Linked DNA regions of Mus musculus: all the other regions are linked to region 3. The links are chromatin contacts, called in public Hi-C, HiChIP or PLAC-seq and Micro-C maps. All regions are on one chromosome and are shown on one strand. The core of a region is the stretch at or near the end of the contact, and the rest is flanking DNA. Distances in the headings are between cores, read along the strand shown.

Region 1 (3,051 bases), core at 59-2,558, 380 kb before region 3:
ATTTCAGAGTACTGGTGACAAACGTTCAGATGATAGACTTGAAGCCCCCGCAAGCTCAGGGCGTCCTGCGTCATGTACCACGTTTCTGTCTCATGTCAGTGATGACTCTGGAGCTGAGCTGCTTCTCCTGTCCTGCATTTAGCAGGGCCTTTGCCTCACCGTATGGCTGGCTCTGTGGCGTCCTTAGTGGAGCCATGTGCTTTTTATAGTAATTTTAAGTTGGTCTCATACATAGGTGGAGTGGGGATGAAAAATTTTTCAAAATGAAAGAGGATAAAGGTGTGGGAAAAGAATTGCTGTACTTCTTGTGGAAGGCACACAGAAGGAAAGGTAGGGCTTTCTGTCTTTGCCCCTCCCATTGCAGTTGTTTATACCTCAGAGGACGTTTTTACTCATGGTATCAGTCTTTGAATCCAGTAGAGTTGTCAGAATACCTCTACTGGTATCAAAATAGAGGTATTTTGATAGCAGTCGAGGTCCGTATGCTGTTTTAACACATTGAGACATCAGGTGACATAGCCTGTGATACTCTGAGGCAGGTTCTTTGCTTAAATGCAGGCTTTTTTGTTGTTGTTTGATTCTTTTTAAAAATATAGATTTTATTTTTATTCATGTGTGTTGGTGTCATGTCTAGCTCCAGGTGCCCTGGAACTGTTGGGTACTGGGAACTTCACTCCATTCTCTGGATGAGTAGCAGGTGCTCCTGCCTGCTTCACCCAGTCTCCAGTTCTTCAAAGACAGAGCCTCAGGTAGCGTAGACATGGCTCCAGTTTATAATATTGACAAGGCAAACATTGAACTCCTGTGCCTTTGCCCCCACTGCCCATTGGGAAGACAGGCATGAGGAGAGTGCCAGTTTGTTTGCTTTGTTTTTTTGTTTTTACTATATTTTGTTTGTTAATAGCATGAGAAAATTTGTTGCTAGTGCTATTAGGAACCTCAGACTCCAAGTTCAAGTTCTGCTTGACACTTGTTGATTTGGATCTGCCCCTTTAAGGCGTCTTTTGTGCTTATAAAGTGTTCTTTTCATCTACAGTGCTGTGAAATTGTGGGAAAATTAGCCAGGGGAACTTGGTTCTGTTGAAATTGCTCTCTAGGCAACTGATAGGATATCCATGTGGGAGTGCGTGGAGGTCTCCCGCATGTCCACTCTAAGCCTCCCAGGCTTGTAGTGGATCCTCTGCGTGGTAACTGCACCATTGCTGATGGTGTTCTCAGGAAAATAAATGGTCATTGTTTGGAATAGTGCTGGGACTTTCCCCAACTGCTGACTGAGGAGTTGTTCCCAGCCTGCCTGCCTGCCTGCCACCAGATGGTGCTAGAGCTACACACGTAAAGGCAAATGCAGCTGCAATGCAGAGGCAATGTGCGCTCTCTCTCTCTCTCTCTCTCTCTCTCTCTCTCTCTCTCTCTCTCCTTCCCTCCCCCTCCCTTCCTCCCTCCCCCCAGCTCTGTCCCTCCTTCCATTCCCCCCCCCTCTTTCCTTCTTTCTTCCTTCCTTCCTTCCTTTCCTTGCTGACCTTCCTGGCATGCTTTGAAATGGGTTCACACCAGTTGAGCCAGTTGACCACGGACAATATATTAGTGATGGAAACTTAGGGCCATGCAACTTGTCTTTCCTGTAAAAGTTGTCTTGATGCATTGGCCTGTGTGTAAAACTGACAGTGTGAGGTTTCTGCATCCTTTTAAGTAGCCACAAAAACACCATGTTTACAGTAATCTAAAGGTGATGTTCAGAGGACATTACCAACAAAATATGCCTGCCCAGATTTTAAGTCAAAATAGAATAATTTATAACTGGGTACATTTCAAAATATTAACTATTGTTTAATAGTAGAGTACCTTATCAGTTAGCAATTATACTTAAATTTGAAGTGTTTTTTAAATTACAAATAAATATGACTTGGGTATTGCAGAAAATAAAAGGAATACTTTTTGTTTAAGTTACTCACATATTATATGAAACAATTATCTTTGTTTACACATTTATTTTGAAGGTAAACTTATTATGGTCATACAGTTTTGTTAGTTTTTTCTCTTAATTTATCTTGAATATTTTACATGAAATCAAAATCTCTTAGGATGATAATTTTGATTCACAAGCTGGTTTTCCATTCATTGACTCTTTAATGATAGGCATTTGGATTTCCAATTACTTTTGGTCCCTTCTTAACCAAAATTTATTTCTCTGTGTTGTTTTATATTTATTTCATATTAACGCTAAAAATATATTTCTAGATCGGGAAGAAAGGGTAGCTTTTGTAACTTTTGCTCGAATTTTTATTTTACCACCAAGCTTTGTAGTTAAATACAAAGATCATCAACAGATCACTTCTGTTTTTGTTACTGGTTGGTTTCTCGTTTGGTTCTTGAGTCAGGGTCTCTCTATAGCCTGGACTGACTTGTGATCTTGCTACCTCTCAGCCCCCGCCCCCAACGCTGGAGGTGGAGGCGTAACTGCCACGCCCAGCTTGGTAACCCTCCTATTCAGAAGGATTGAGAATGCTCTGAAATGGTAAACTCTACTAAATACAGATTTAAGAGAGCTTGGTTGTATTCCTTAACATCCAATCCTTGAGACTCTTCTGTTTGTGGAATTTGAATTTTAGGTTTATTACCTGTTCTTGAGATATAAGCCAATATTCATTCATACTTCATAACAGACTAACTCACGGGCAGAGCAGGGAGTTGCTGTGTGTGTTGTTAGTTTCTCTTAAAGGATAATAATACAGTAAACAGAATAGAATAAGATGAAATAAAAACTGACCCGCTGAAGTTAGACCAGACAAACAGCTGGAAAAGAGTCCAGGAGAAGGCACAAGAATCAAAGACTTCATGTTTCCTAATACTGAGATGAGAGGACAGTTTCTCTATGAATGTTTCCAGCCTGAAAAGTTGCAAGAACTATGTTTAAAAAGTTATTTTGAAGACTTGAGTGGAATGTAGCTTTTTAGGGTAGCAGAGGTGTAATACATATATTTTAGGAAGGCAAAAGGAAGGAATTACATTCTTAGGAAGAATTAGAAGCACACCAGTCTGTGTTAATGGAAG
Region 2 (2,975 bases), core at 471-2,970, 480 kb before region 3:
AAAGCAAGCTGGTGTTATGTTTGTAGGACCTATAGAGGGGACACTGGGGGTGAGGACCTTTCTGGTATGTCATCAAATGAGCTAAACAGTTGTTTAGGAAGAGGGGGCTTCCTACCAGAAAGACGGCTTTATAAAACTACTCACTAGGCTACCCAGGATAAAGCCAGGAGGCACAAAAACCCTCCAGTCTGAGCTCCACGTGTCTCTCCAAGGACAGAGAGACCCACCCACACACAGTCGCTCAGCCAAGTCCACCAGGGACTTGCAGATTCCTTCCACCAACCTATGCACCTGCATTCCGGGTTCTCTCCCAACTTGCAAGCCACCTGTACTGCCCACTGTTGGGAGGGCACGGGGGGGGGGGCAAGGGATAGTGCCCATCTGTCAAATCTCGTCTTTCATACCCTACTGTATATGTCTCTTCAGCTAGGAAATAAAACGTGCCTCTTCAAGAAAACTGAGCCGCACATGCACACACAGACAGCCCAGAGCCCCAGGACCAATGCTCAGGCAGCAAGTCTTTCCCTGGGACCCGGGACTCCCGGACGTGGAGGACCGACTCACCCAGTCCTCGAAGTGACGGCTCCCATTCTGCAGCAGCTCCTCGAACTGGATGGTGCAGTTGGCCACGAAGTCGTCGTAGCCGATAGGAGCGTCGTGAAAGACAGCCAGCTCGATCTTGCGCCCATTGCACACATCGGTGACGAACTCATCGTGCCAGGCCGGGCTGTTGGTCTTTTGCTTGGTGGCTGTTTGGCCGATGCGCGAGTCGTCCACGTTAAGGGCAATGTAGGGGTCCAAAAGGAACGTCTGTGGCCGGGGTCCCACCGCATGGCGCAGCGACCAGGCTGTGGGCTTCAAGCTCACCGCCTCGCAGATTTTGATCTTAAGAAGGCCATTGAACACTACCATGGTCGGGGCGGGGGTCACTCCGTCCGCCCCGAGGGCAGGATTGAAGAGCAGGAGCAGGCGCGCCGGGAGCCTGGGGGACTCCTGGGTCCCCTCTTGCCCCACCCCACTCACTCGCTACACCTTGTGGCGCTGCCTCCTGGCGCCGCCGATTCTCAGCGAGTGCATGTATTTCCTCGCCGGATTCCTAACGGAAAACAGGGAGGGGGGAGAGCTGGAGACGTCCGTTTTTTTGGAGCAAGTCTCTCCCCCCCACCACCGGCGACACCTCCACGGCAGGAGACGAGCTGTCGCCTCCGCTGCAAGCCGCGGGGGCTGCCTCGCCGCCTCGCTGGTTCTTCGGGTCCGTGTGCGGAGAAGCAGGCGCCGCGCCCGGCGCTCACCTACCTTTCCGAAACATAATCCCCGGGCAATTTCGACTCCCGGAGGGGGAGGGGGCGGCGGGACGGGGCGGGGACGAGAACCGGGGGCACAGATTTCAACCCGGATCCTCTTCGCCCACCCAGCGCCTGCCTCGGACGGCGCGGGGCGGAGGGTGGACTGAGGGATGTGCAGTCTATCCGGAGGGATGCATGTCGAGAGGAAATGGTCCTCCCCGGAGCCAAATTTTTAAAAAATCCACAAGCCGCACGATCAGCCCCGCCGTCACCTCCCGGGTTAAGCAGAGTCGCGCCGTAGCCGGCGATCGCGAGGCGCCCGGTGCCTGGGATCTCACATCCGCGCGGGCTTGGGAGGTAGAGGTGGCCGCCACTTGGGTTCGGGGCGCAGGCCGGCACCCGGCGGTGCGCAGCGCGGCGGCCGGGCAGGGACTGCGACTCCGCGCGGCCCCTCCTCCCGCCCGCCGGCGCCCGCCCGCCCGCCGCGCTCCCCGCGTCCGCGCTCTCGGCTGCCGCCGGCTCGCCGCCCGCCAGAGCGCTCAGCCCGCGATCTGCTTCCCTCGATCGCTGTGCGAGCGATTCTCCCTCCCTCTAATGCAGGAAATGCGCAAAAGACGTCAGTGTGTGTGAGTGTGTGTGTGTGTGTGTGTGTGTGTGTGTGTGTGTGTGTGTGCACGCGCGCGCGCGCGCGCCACTGTTTGGGGAAATAGAAAGTTTTGCCGGTTGGGGGAGCAATACGGGAAAAGTGAGCCGAGCAGAAAAGAGCAGGAGCGGGCCGGCCGGGTCCGTTTGCCGTGGCGCGCGGGGGAGCTGAGGAAGGACTCCGCGCGGAACCCAGGAGTGTGGCGTCGCGGAGGTGCGGGAGCGACTGTCGCAGGCCGAGTCTGTGCTCCTCGGATCTGCACCAGGAGAGCGGGGTCTGGACCCGGAGAGCAGCGGGCCGCGCTTTTCTCTCGCACCCTGCGGCCAACACTATCACTTAAAACTGGGCCTGGTGGAATGGAGGGGGTCGCAATGTCCAAGAAGACTAATCACCTTCCCCCACTCTGCCTGGACTGCGGCGGTCACCAGTCGCCCGCGGAGAGCTGGCCTATTTGTCACTCTGCCCTGGGATTCTCTACTGTGCCGCGATGGGGGAGGGGACACCCGGACTGCTGAGCCCTTCGGCTGGGTGTGAGTTTTGAAACCCTCTTTTTTTCCCCCTTGAGGAGACTCTCCCCTCTGGGGATTTGTTCTGGGCCTGATTGGGTTGCGAGAACTTGTGGAAGACTAGTAGAACCTGGGCCCGGCCTGGTTCGAATGTCTGTTTATTTCTCAAAGTGACTCCTCCTACTTATGCGGGACCTTGTGTGTGCCCCTTAAGAGGACAAGGCTTGATCCGCGCCCTGACAACCGGCGTTCGGGCTGCGGGAAAGCCCGATGCGTCCTCCTGGGGTCCAGTGGCTGTATCCATACTAATTTCCTCGGTAACCTTTAAACTCTCTGGAAGCAGCCGCGACGGCGGCTGGTCACGTGAGGCGAGCCCTGGGCTGCTGGGGAAGAATTTCCTGGGCCAGGGACCAGGACCGGGAAGGCGGGCGGCAGGGAATGGCTCTGTGCCGAGGGGGACTGGGAACCTGGGAGCGCCGGGCGGGGCGCGCCAGGCCCCGGGCGCCGCGCAGCGGGAACTTCCAGCCTGCGCCCGGGAAG
Region 3 (3,087 bases), core at 586-3,085:
CAAGATAAAGGACAGGGCTCCCAGAGCTAAAGTCTTAGGGAAAGCCACAGTGCTCATCTCTCCCATGCTTACATCATCACAGAAAGACTTGTGGCATTCTGGAGCAGAGGGGAAGTTTGGGAAATGATGCTGGATCCTTAAATAAATAAATATGTACCTTACCCATAAACAACCAGCAACCAGAAACCAACGCTTAGGCTCGGGACTCCATTTTCAATATCTGCCTCTCCATCGCCTTAGAAAGCTGACAGGGTTGTTAACAAAACGAGGTCTAGAGGTTTTAGCATGGTCTGTGCCTCCTTGGATCTTGGCATTGAATGTCACTAGGAGCTTGCAGCTGGGTGGGAAAGGGCGGAATGGATGCCCAAAGGACAAGCCTTGCCAAGAAATAAGCCGTGGGCCTTTCAAACTCTGGAAACTTCAGGGATGTCCCTGACCCCACCCCTCCAGTGCACCCCTAACCTTCTATTGCTTGGATTTTTCCAAAGGACCAGCACTTCGTATGTTCTGGGGGAGTTCTGACAAAGAAACAAAAAGCAGGGCTCCTCCTACCCACTTTCTAAGGCCAATCTTGCCGGAACTTAGCGCTGGGTTCTCAGGCAGAAGAGACCAGGAACCCGAGCCCAGAAGTAGGGAGACAGGAAGCTGGTAAATCCAGTCTCTTCTGTGCACCTCACCCCCACCCCGGGAAGTGCGACAATTACCCTACACACGCTGCCCTGGGCTCCCCGGGGCAGTCTGCGGGTCTATGCGGGCTCCCCTGTTTTGTGTCGCCGCCCTTGCAAGATTCAACTTCCGTAAAGGCCACACGAGACTGCCGGGAGTTTCTCGGGTCCTGGGCCCCGTGGGGTTAAGTCTGAGTCCCCGCCTGGCGAGGAGCAGATCGCGCCGAGTGGGGGCGGTACCGGCCGCGGGGCAAGCAGCCTGCTGCGAAAGGAAGGAAAGGCGGGATCCTCCGGGAAGTTGATTCTCAGGCGTCCAGCTGCGGCCACTGCCAAATCTCTGACTTCTCTCCCCACCTCCTCCCCCTTTCCCTAGGGGATAGACATCTCGGGTCCCGGGTTTCTTGCATGGGGGTGGGGTGTTGTCAGCTAGAAAAGCCAAGCCTTTCAGAGGCCCCCTAAGAGAATCCAAACTCTCCATCCCACTGACCTCCTCCTGGGTTAGTGTCTCTGCCTGTCAGCTGCGACCTTCCGAGCGACGCAGTGACCCAGCCGGAGCTGGAGCACCTGGCGAAGCCTGGGTGAGGCTGTTGCGACGCCTCTTATTTAAAAAAAAAGGGAGGGGTGTCTCACACTTTTTCTCTTGAAGGCTCCTTCTGTCCCCCTCTTTTCCTTTCCTGAAAGGCACCCCCTTAAACGGTCCTCCGCCTTCCCTTCTACTCCCTTCCTTCCCCACTTCGGTCCTCCTCTTTTCTTCGAGGGCCCCCACCCAGCCCCCTCCTTCGGGGTCCTCCTCCTCCTCTGCTCTTTGGGCGTCCGCCCCGTCAATCACCGCCGTCTCGGGGCCCCAGCCCGGCTCCTCTCCGCCTCCCGGGCTCTGGGAGTGCCTGGGGCTCCCGTCTCGGCCAACCTCCGCTCTGTGCAGAGCCGGGGCGATCTGTCAGCGGAGCTGGCCGAGGGGGGCGGGGGTGGGAGCCGCCCGGGCCGCCGGGGCTCGGGTTACCGGTGACTGACAGCGTCTCCATGGCGAATAATTTGACTCGACTATTGTCTGGCGCGGGCAGGCCCCGGGTCAGATAACCCGACCAATCAGGGCGCGGGCCGCCGCGCCTCATGCCCGCTTAGAATAATATTATTAAAAAAGCTGCAAGCGAGCTAGACGGGAGGGAGAGCGAACGAGCGAGGAGCCGGCGAGCGAGCGGCGGGCGGGCGCGGAGCATGCGGAGCGGCGCCCCGGGCGGCCTCCGGGCTTGGGCGCGGGCGAGGCGCGCGGGCGGCGGGGGCGCGGAGCTGCGCGGGGCCGGCGGCGGGAGCGAGGACGGATCGTTGTGACTCAGGAGTCGCTCGGGAGCCGGCGCCTGGCCAGGGGGCCCCGCCCGCCTGTCGGCCGGCCGGGGCCGGCGGGGAGGCGCCCATGCGGGGCCGCGAAGCGCGGTGAGGGCGCGCGCGGGCGGGCGGGCGCGCAGCCGCCACCATGTCCATGCTGCCCACCTTCGGCTTCACGCAGGAGCAAGTGGCGTGCGTGTGCGAGGTGCTGCAGCAGGGCGGCAACATCGAGCGGCTGGGTCGCTTCCTGTGGTCGCTGCCCGCCTGCGAGCACCTCCACAAGAATGAAAGCGTGCTCAAGGCCAAGGCCGTGGTGGCCTTCCACCGGGGCAACTTCCGCGAGCTCTACAAAATCCTGGAGAGCCACCAGTTCTCGCCGCACAACCACGCCAAGCTGCAGCAGTTGTGGCTCAAGGCGCACTACATCGAGGCGGAGAAGCTGCGCGGCCGGCCGCTGGGCGCCGTGGGCAAGTACCGCGTGCGGCGCAAGTTCCCGCTGCCCCGCTCCATCTGGGACGGCGAGGAGACCAGCTACTGCTTCAAGGAGAAGAGCCGCAGCGTGCTGCGCGAGTGGTACGCTCACAACCCCTACCCGTCGCCACGAGAGAAGCGCGAGCTGGCCGAGGCCACCGGCCTCACCACCACGCAAGTCAGCAACTGGTTCAAGAACCGGCGGCAGCGCGACAGGGCGGCCGAGGCCAAGGAAAGGTACGAGTAAGTGAGCATCTGCGCCGGCTTCCCTGGTCCTGGGAGAAACGGGTGCGGGAGGATGGGGAGCTCCTGGACAGGACTAAATCGCACCCGGACCCCGGGTACCAAGCTCGGCCGCAGCTCAGGCTGGCTCAAAACAGCGCTTAGGTCTTTTCTGGAGGCTGAGCGACCCGGAATTTGTCTAAAGCGGGCAAAGCGGTGCGTAAGTTCAGTAACTAATTCCTCAGTCGCTTGTGGACTAAACTGGAAAAACGGCGAGTTTCAGAGAGGGCAGGGCTGTGGGCCTGAATTCCCTGCGAGGTAAGCGTAGGCTTAGGGCCTGATCTTCGAACAACCAAGGGCGTCGGGGATCAGGGGGTTTAGGACGTCACCTCCAGGTCAAAGAGAT
Region 4 (3,295 bases), core at 26-2,525, 350 kb before region 3:
TGCTACAGTTTAGAAGGCTGAGATTTAACATTTATTTTTGGGAGTTGTTTTTAAAAGTCTAATAGTTTTACTCCTCTCAGTACCACAACTCAGTGCAGATCATCACAGCCACTGCCAAAGCCTGGGTCCTGGAGAAGGGCCGGCCCTGGGGTACCTTGCAAAGCACTCTTCTGCGCTGGTTTCTGATGGCTCCAAGTAACTCCTGAGGCATTTGTTCCCGAGTCCCTCCTTCCAGGCCTCCTTACCCATCCTTTATGTGGTTTGAAATATATCCAGGCATCCTTTGACAAGTGAGCCGATCATTATTTGTAGCATAAAATTTGCAAAGATGAGAGTTAACACAAATTTAGGCAGCTTTTTGAATTTCTCAATGTACAAATGTATGGATCTGTACAAAGGTTAGCAGCATTACCTGCACCCAGGACCAGTAATGGCAGCATGACACAGGGAGTCCCCTGAGTCTGCTGTCTGAGCACAGCCTAAAGTAAATGTCACCTTACAGTTGAGAGTGATACAGGAAGAAGAACACTTTATGGGAAATTTATTTATCATTAAGCTTGTAAGAGATTCTTGGGTAGGTATTGTATCCGGGGCACAAAACCATGTTCATTGACCTATGTCAATCTTTGCAGTTGAATAGCTGTACTTCTGGGTGTGTTTAATCAGTTTGCCTGAGGGCTAGTAGTCTGACATAGACAGAGTCTCTCTTAAACTTAAATTGTGTAAACATTCTCAGGGCACCATCATGGTTTCAGTGTGGTTCAGTGGAGAGAATGTAGCCTCGGGCACCGTGGCTTTACCTTTACCGCCTCCCCTTGGTGAAATCATTTTACTTGTTCATGCTTTGTTGGGAAATAAGGATACCCACATGCTTTCTAGAAGACTGTTAAAAAGAGAAAGAAAATAGACATGACCGTGCCTCAAGGTTAAGGCATGAATGTGCTTTTGTTGCTTAGGAGACGTTAAATAAATTCCGTGTACTTTAGAATTCTTTGGCCTTTTTGTTGTTGTTGTTAAAGTCCATTTTACTCTAAATATTTATTCATATGTTAAGCTTATCAGGTATTCATAGACTCATTCAATGTCAAGCTTGCTCAGGTCATACTGGCACACATAAACATGTTCGTTCCTGTCTGCCAAAAGGGAGGAGGACAGAAGCAGCTGTGGGCAAAATTTACGAACAAAGAATCAGAGTGGCAGCCTCGCTATGACCGTAGTCCAGGAATGAGGAAATGAGGCCTGTGCTGCCTCTCACTTGTACGGGGAGAGGAGAGTTAGGCGTTTGGAGCCGAATCAGAGCATGCATGTGAGACTTCTGTTAGTGATTATCCAAGTCTACAGTGCTTCACATGTTATCTGATTCACGTGTGCATCTGATTCTTCTGTTGTGGTTGTCCCGTGTTTAAGTTGACTCACTGTTCTGGAGGTGGGGTTAGAAGAGAGTAGAGCGCTTAAAGACAAACACAGCAGATAAAGCAGAAACAATCTCCGCGGTTCTGGGCCTCACGATCTGATTGTGCGGTGGCAACAAAAAGCAGCTGTTTGTTGACAGCTGCCTTTCCTCTCACAATCAAGCTGTTTCTAATCATGGAATTACCAGCTCTTTTGTGTTGGAGACTTGTTGGAGATTTATAGTCGGTATCATAATGTTTGCCGAACGTCATCGTTTAGATAAAATTAGTGATTCTCCTGTAGTCATCCTACTGAAATATGCATGTGGATTGTAATAAAAGAAAGATGCCTGAAGAAACTTCCGAGGTACATTCTGAACTGAAGGGCGTGCAGCGGTGGCTTTTCATGCATGTTTCCCCCTTGGTGCAATGCTCACCTTCTTGGGGACCCGTTACTGAAAGGCATTCTGTTTTTGGCTTCCTTACACGAATGTAGTCTACACATGTGCAGACACTAGAAAAGCTTGTTCTGATCCCAAAGGCCATCGTTGCTGGCCTGCTGGCCTCTTGACATTCTTCCCTAGAACACTGTTGGTGTTCACGCCACTGATGCTGAAGCCAGGGATGAAGCCAGGAAATGAAGCTAAATCAAAGTTCTGCTTCTGCAGTGATGCTTCAGCCTCCAGGGTAGCTCTACCAGCTGGAAAGGACCTGAGTGTGCCTCTTGCTGTCCATGTTCCCAGGCCTTTGTGTGAATCCTCCTCACTCTGCACTGCCATTAGAAACGAGGAAGCTCTGTGCTCTAGGAAGCAGAGCGGGTAAAGGTGAGCTGCTGCTGCTCCACTTAATCCTACTGAAGAATAAAAGAAAGGTTTTCTCTAGACTAGACGTGCTTCTCAGAGGCTGCCTTGGGAAATACCCCTGTCACTGCAGTGTGACCACTCTGCTTTTATTTTCTAAGTGTGTCTTTGATTGCTTTGTTGCTCGCTTTGAAATTTGAAATTTCAACAGTTAAAAATAATTGACATAGTATTCTCCCTCTGGTCATCAAGGTGTATTATAGAAATTAAAAAGTATTCGCAGTCTAAAAATGTATTTTAAAAAGAGACAGTGAATAGCAACTTTCCTTGTGAGAGACTGAGCAGGAAAAGGAATGTATTAGCTTAAAATGTGTGGAGAATCAATTTTTGAAATAAATATTTTATAGTATATATTTTCATTATGCTTATACTGTATCTTTCATATGTCTTTTCTAAAAGTCTAAGTTGTAAAAATATTTTGCTCTATTTTAAAAGTATCTATCAAAATCCTTCCTCTTGTCTAGCCAAATGAGCCCAGTTGTTAACGGGCACTAGGCCCTCAGTGATGCCACCGGGCCTCAATGATGGTTGATACTTGGGGTCATTATCATCAGAGTCTGACTCATTCTGATTTGATTACACCACAAAAATGTCATATCTTTTAGCCGATCTTAAACTGTTTTAATTACATTTAACATGGGCATTTAGTCCTTATCTTAAACCTTAGCTGTAAACCACTGTGTTGGGATCCAAACCAAGAGACTAAGCACCATGGTTGCAGCAGTGAGAGGTGGGAGTGTGAGGTGGTCTCCGCCCGCAGCTGTGCCGATGGCAGGACTCCCTTGGACTGCTGCTTTAGTAGCGCTCAGGTGCAGTTCAGGCAAATGAGTCACAGATGAGCCAGTTACAGTACTTTACTGCTTGAGTGTCAGGGGAAAAAATTTAGTTGTAGTTTTGAGAACTTCATCCCCAAATCATTTAATGCTGTATTTCATTTCAGCTGTTCCAAGTTTATGAGGATAAAAATCAATCAGTTATATATAAAAAATGTGCAAATCCTGACTCTTATGACCTGTGTAGGGGAGTAGTAGGGCACTGGGAGAA
Region 5 (3,074 bases), core at 161-2,660, 300 kb before region 3:
TGCAGCTTTGGGGGTTTACTTGCATTCTTTTGGGGGGGCATCACTTTTTCTTTCACATCCCTCCCTTTTATACTGTTGTGTTGCTGTGGGGAGCGTGAGCACACCCACCCCTAACCGCCCTCTGTGATTTACTTTCCCGCTGAATACTCCGAGTGTTTTTTAGGTAATTTCACTTGTGTGTGGCTCGATGGCATTTGTGTCACCCTCCCAATCACAGGCCACAGGCGTAGCTATTCATGTACAATGGAAATTGAGCAGTGTCAAAAGCGAGGAGTGCTTGACACATGTCATGTTGGACTCTGGTATCATCAATGGATCATGTTTGTCTATTAATCTAAATTCAAATGTTTTCCTACTGAAAATTTCAGGAAACGTGAGATAATATAGACAGCCTTGTCTAGGAACTACACATGTGACACTGAACTGTCATGACCAGCACACTGTAAAGTGTTCCTTGCCACACTTGGAAAATAGCACAAGAGCCTAAACCCCCCTTCTCCCCTTGCCCACATGCCTTTAGCTAAATCTTAACACAGCACAGAGTATACTGTAGACTCTCAACTGACTGATGTGCAAGTGTCCTGGGATGAGAGAATGTGAAGGTGACCAGAAGGTAAGATCACTGATAAATTGTTGGGCTTTTCTTCCCACTGAAGGTTTTTATCGTTCATTGGGGGGACAATGTGTGAGATTGGAAAGCCTGAAATGCAGCAGAAAATAAACGTGTCTCTCGGGAAAGAAGGCATAGAGGAAACTGCTGAAAGGTTACAGACAACTGTGCACACACTGCAGGTCATCATAGATGGACTGAGCCAGCCCAAAACCTTTGACATCCGAACAGGTGAGTTGTCGCCCTTGTCTCCAGGAAGTTCCCATCGCCATCTTAGGTCCTCTCGACAGGAGAGGGCCACAGGAGAAGGCTGAGAGTCAGCATCCGTCGTCCACAGGAGAGGGCCAAGGGTCAGCGTTCATCCTCCGCACTCACTTAGATTCCTGTCTGGAGCCAAAGCTACAAGTATGGCTTCGGCCTCCTGGTCCATGTTGCTGTGCTGCTGCACCAAGCTGGACACCTCTCATGTGCTGTGCTTCTGTGTGCATGGAGGCATGCTCTCCCTGAGTCTCCTGTAAACGTCTTTGTGTCTGAAGAGCCAGGAGGGAAAGCTTTCCATTCACACCAAAAAGTGAATCTTCTTCCTAAATTACAGCCGTCCAGGTTTCTGGATTCCATTTCACTGAGCACATTGAACAAATAAGATGATATCTCTGTGCTGATTGTCTTTCTAATTTCGAGTGTTCTCAGCTTTCTGTGCAGGGAGAGGGTAAAGGAAGTGTAATAGCCGTGGTTGTTGAGAGCAATGACCCATTGAGACAGAATTGCAGCTGGAGAAAACAAAACACTGAGTAAGACCAGTGCCAAAAGTGGGCATCAAAGCCTGCCTGTTCTCATAGAAAGTTGCTGCTCCTAAATACGGGACTGTGGAGAAGCCTGCTTTTCCCCTTGTGGACTCCAGGGCTGTCTCTTGCAGGGACACTAAGACCAGTGTGTCTCATGAGGGGTGGGATTGGTAATATGCCTATACACTCACTGGATGGTTGACAGGGGCACTTGAGCTATAGGTAGCCTCGACTCTATTTTCCTGTCCATCTTTATTTTTCTATCAAGGTGTCGATTGCTAAATATCTCAGTTACATGAGGGACTCAAAGCAAAGGCAAGCACTCAGTTAGCCCAGCTAGACAGAGCCCCTCCTTGAGGAGCCTCTAGTTGAGCAGCATGCGGATGGGCCTGGGCTCTCCAGAGGGCATTCCAAACAGGCCTCTCCAAGCACACTGTCAACACATTTCCAGGGGAGAGGCAGATGACTTTGGAGGTGGGGGGCAGGGTAGACAGTATTTTGGGTATTTCCATGTTACAGTATTTGTATTACATCTCTTTTCTCCTTTTCTCAAAAGTGTTTCCTGTCTTATGCCTTATTCCTCCCTTTCACTCATCTGGCTTCTGCTCTTTGCTGACATCGTTCCTGTTGTTTAAGCCCTCCTTGCTGGTTAGTTTCCTTAATTCAGAGCACACTGGTGCCGTGGCGTGACTGCTCCCATGGCCCTTGATGTGTAAGTGTACATGGTTCATGGAGGCTTTCTGCTTTCTCCGTGCTCCCAGCTGTCTTGGGGAACCTGCTGAGTGGTTCCTGACTGGTTTTCATGCCAAGCTAAACTGAGCAGCTGATGAGAACCCCATGGGGATTGGCAGCCACTGGATTCTACAAGGCAAGGAGGCGAGAGATTTCTAAGCATGAAACTGCCTTACTGGCCTGGGGACCAGCCTACCTCTGCCCTGGGCCTTAGTTTCACTTCATGTTGTCATGGTCTCAACCTTGTGTGGTTCAAATTACCAGAAGTTCCTGCTTTGGAATTTAGCATCAGGTGAAATCCCAGCGTCCACTCCCAGGTTGGTGTGTTTAATGAGGACAGTGAGGTGTAGGGTTTATGGATTTTTGTCTTGTTTTGCAGAAGTGGAAGGAGCACAGTTTCTAAAAAAGATCGTGGACTTAAGGTGGTTTGACTGGGGAGGGAAAGGAAGAGGTGACCAGTTGTTAATACAAATGTAAAAGATAGCTCCACAAGTAATCAGGGTAAAGCCAACAGCTGTGGGGGAAAAGGAACTGGGTCAGAGGGTTGGAGTGGGGGCAGGGGGATGTCTAAGTAAAGGAGATCCAGCTAGAATGTGTTGTTTGTTATCAGAATCAACACTCAGTGATCCTAGGGAAGGGAGCTGAGCTGGAGGGGTAAATGCAGGCTGTGGGGACTCACAAGCCCCATTTAAACTTCTTGTCTCACTATCTCACACCTGTGTTGTTCTATGTTATCTGGAGCCATAGTGGCACGTAGCCTGCTTTGTGTTCATGTTTTAGGGGCTACTGTCAGTGAATAGAGATATGTAGACTGGGATGGGCCAAGAAAGGGCTGAAAAGAGCCTAAGACGGGGACCTAGGGTCTTCGCCATTGTGTATCTGGCATACAGCAGAGCACCAGCCTGAGGTAATGATAGTAATCGGTCAATCAACTGAACTGGAGGAAG

Evidence for each region. A called contact is a pair of places that touch in the nucleus more often than the background predicts. HiChIP or PLAC-seq counts read pairs in DNA pulled down with a chosen protein or histone mark.
Region 1: an H3K4me3 HiChIP or PLAC-seq map of craniofacial prominence shows a contact between it and region 3, with 6 times the contacts expected there. The contact joins the enhancer-like site here to the promoter of Six2 in region 3. A contact is called at or near these places in 19 of 39 promoter capture datasets (the 3T3-L1 cell line, 3T3-L1-derived adipocytes, the HPC-7 cell line and 12 more), 1 of 15 datasets of contacts at CTCF or cohesin (embryonic stem cells), 36 of 484 Hi-C or Micro-C datasets (B cells, the MC3T3-E1 cell line, MC3T3-E1-derived osteoblasts and 15 more), 18 of 115 datasets of contacts at active chromatin or transcription factors (astrocytes, craniofacial prominence, embryonic basal ganglia and 10 more) and 4 of 9 other capture datasets (adipose tissue, embryonic stem cells, liver and 1 more).
Region 2: a contact with region 3 is called in a Micro-C map of embryonic stem cells, with 4 times the contacts expected there. The contact joins the promoter of Prkce here to the promoter of Six2 in region 3. A contact is called at or near these places in 3 of 39 promoter capture datasets (all in embryonic stem cells), 14 of 484 Hi-C or Micro-C datasets (all in embryonic stem cells) and 11 of 115 datasets of contacts at active chromatin or transcription factors (astrocytes, embryonic stem cells and stem cell-derived neural progenitor cells).
Region 4: an H3K4me3 HiChIP or PLAC-seq map of craniofacial prominence shows a contact between it and region 3, with 8 times the contacts expected there. The contact joins the enhancer-like site here to the promoter of Six2 in region 3. A contact is called at or near these places in 8 of 39 promoter capture datasets (cranial neural crest, embryonic stem cells, frontonasal cranial neural crest and 5 more), 2 of 484 Hi-C or Micro-C datasets (bone marrow-derived macrophages and palatal mesenchyme), 14 of 115 datasets of contacts at active chromatin or transcription factors (craniofacial prominence, embryonic basal ganglia, embryonic forebrain and 8 more) and 2 of 9 other capture datasets (adipose tissue and embryonic stem cells).
Region 5: a contact with region 3 is called in a Hi-C map of nephron progenitors, with 2.9 times the contacts expected there. The contact joins the enhancer-like site here to the promoter of Six2 in region 3. A contact is called at or near these places in 12 of 39 promoter capture datasets (the 3T3-L1 cell line, the HPC-7 cell line, embryonic stem cells and 7 more), 2 of 484 Hi-C or Micro-C datasets (both in nephron progenitors), 14 of 115 datasets of contacts at active chromatin or transcription factors (craniofacial prominence, embryonic basal ganglia, embryonic forebrain and 8 more) and 1 of 9 other capture datasets (embryonic stem cells).

What each region holds. Positions count from the first base shown.
Region 1 is chr17:86,061,923-86,064,973 of GRCm38.p6, reverse strand. The region is part of intron 14 of Srbd1 (S1 RNA binding domain 1); the gene reads left to right. Among named protein-coding and RNA genes, the nearest start is that of Srbd1, 82 kb to the left of the region's middle. Within about 2 kb of position 1,308, at least 7 of the 459 cell types and tissues checked have an H3K27ac peak or open chromatin away from gene starts, as enhancers often do.
Region 2 is chr17:86,166,530-86,169,504 of GRCm38.p6, reverse strand. Prkce (protein kinase C, epsilon) reads right to left here and starts at 1,720. Exons shown (of 15, transcript NM_011104.3): 1 at 565-1,720. The coding sequence starts at 912. It overlaps Gm5817 (predicted gene 5817), which reads left to right and starts at 2,020. Exons shown (of 2, transcript NR_165800.1): 1 at 2,020-2,975.
Region 3 is chr17:85,687,002-85,690,088 of GRCm38.p6, reverse strand. Six2 (sine oculis-related homeobox 2) reads left to right here and starts at 1,835. Exons shown (of 2, transcript NM_011380.2): 1 at 1,835-2,696. The coding sequence starts at 2,137. CJ186046Rik (a long non-coding RNA gene) reads right to left here and starts at 1,595. Exons shown (of 9, transcript XR_001782258.2): 1 at 1-1,595.
Region 4 is chr17:86,036,496-86,039,790 of GRCm38.p6, reverse strand. All of the region lies in intron 16 of Srbd1 (S1 RNA binding domain 1), which reads left to right. Among named protein-coding and RNA genes, the nearest start is that of Srbd1, 110 kb to the left of the region's middle. Within about 2 kb of position 1,275, at least 57 of the 459 cell types and tissues checked have an H3K27ac peak or open chromatin away from gene starts, as enhancers often do. A contact at or near this core is called in craniofacial prominence and palatal mesenchyme, where this site is marked.
Region 5 is chr17:85,986,092-85,989,165 of GRCm38.p6, reverse strand. It overlaps Srbd1 (S1 RNA binding domain 1), which reads left to right. Exons shown (of 21, transcript NM_030133.3): 20 at 657-841. Among named protein-coding and RNA genes, the nearest start is that of Gm30117, 59 kb to the right of the region's middle. Within about 2 kb of position 1,410, at least 20 of the 459 cell types and tissues checked have an H3K27ac peak or open chromatin away from gene starts, as enhancers often do. A contact at or near this core is called in extraembryonic endoderm stem cells, nephron progenitors and neural progenitor cells, where this site is marked.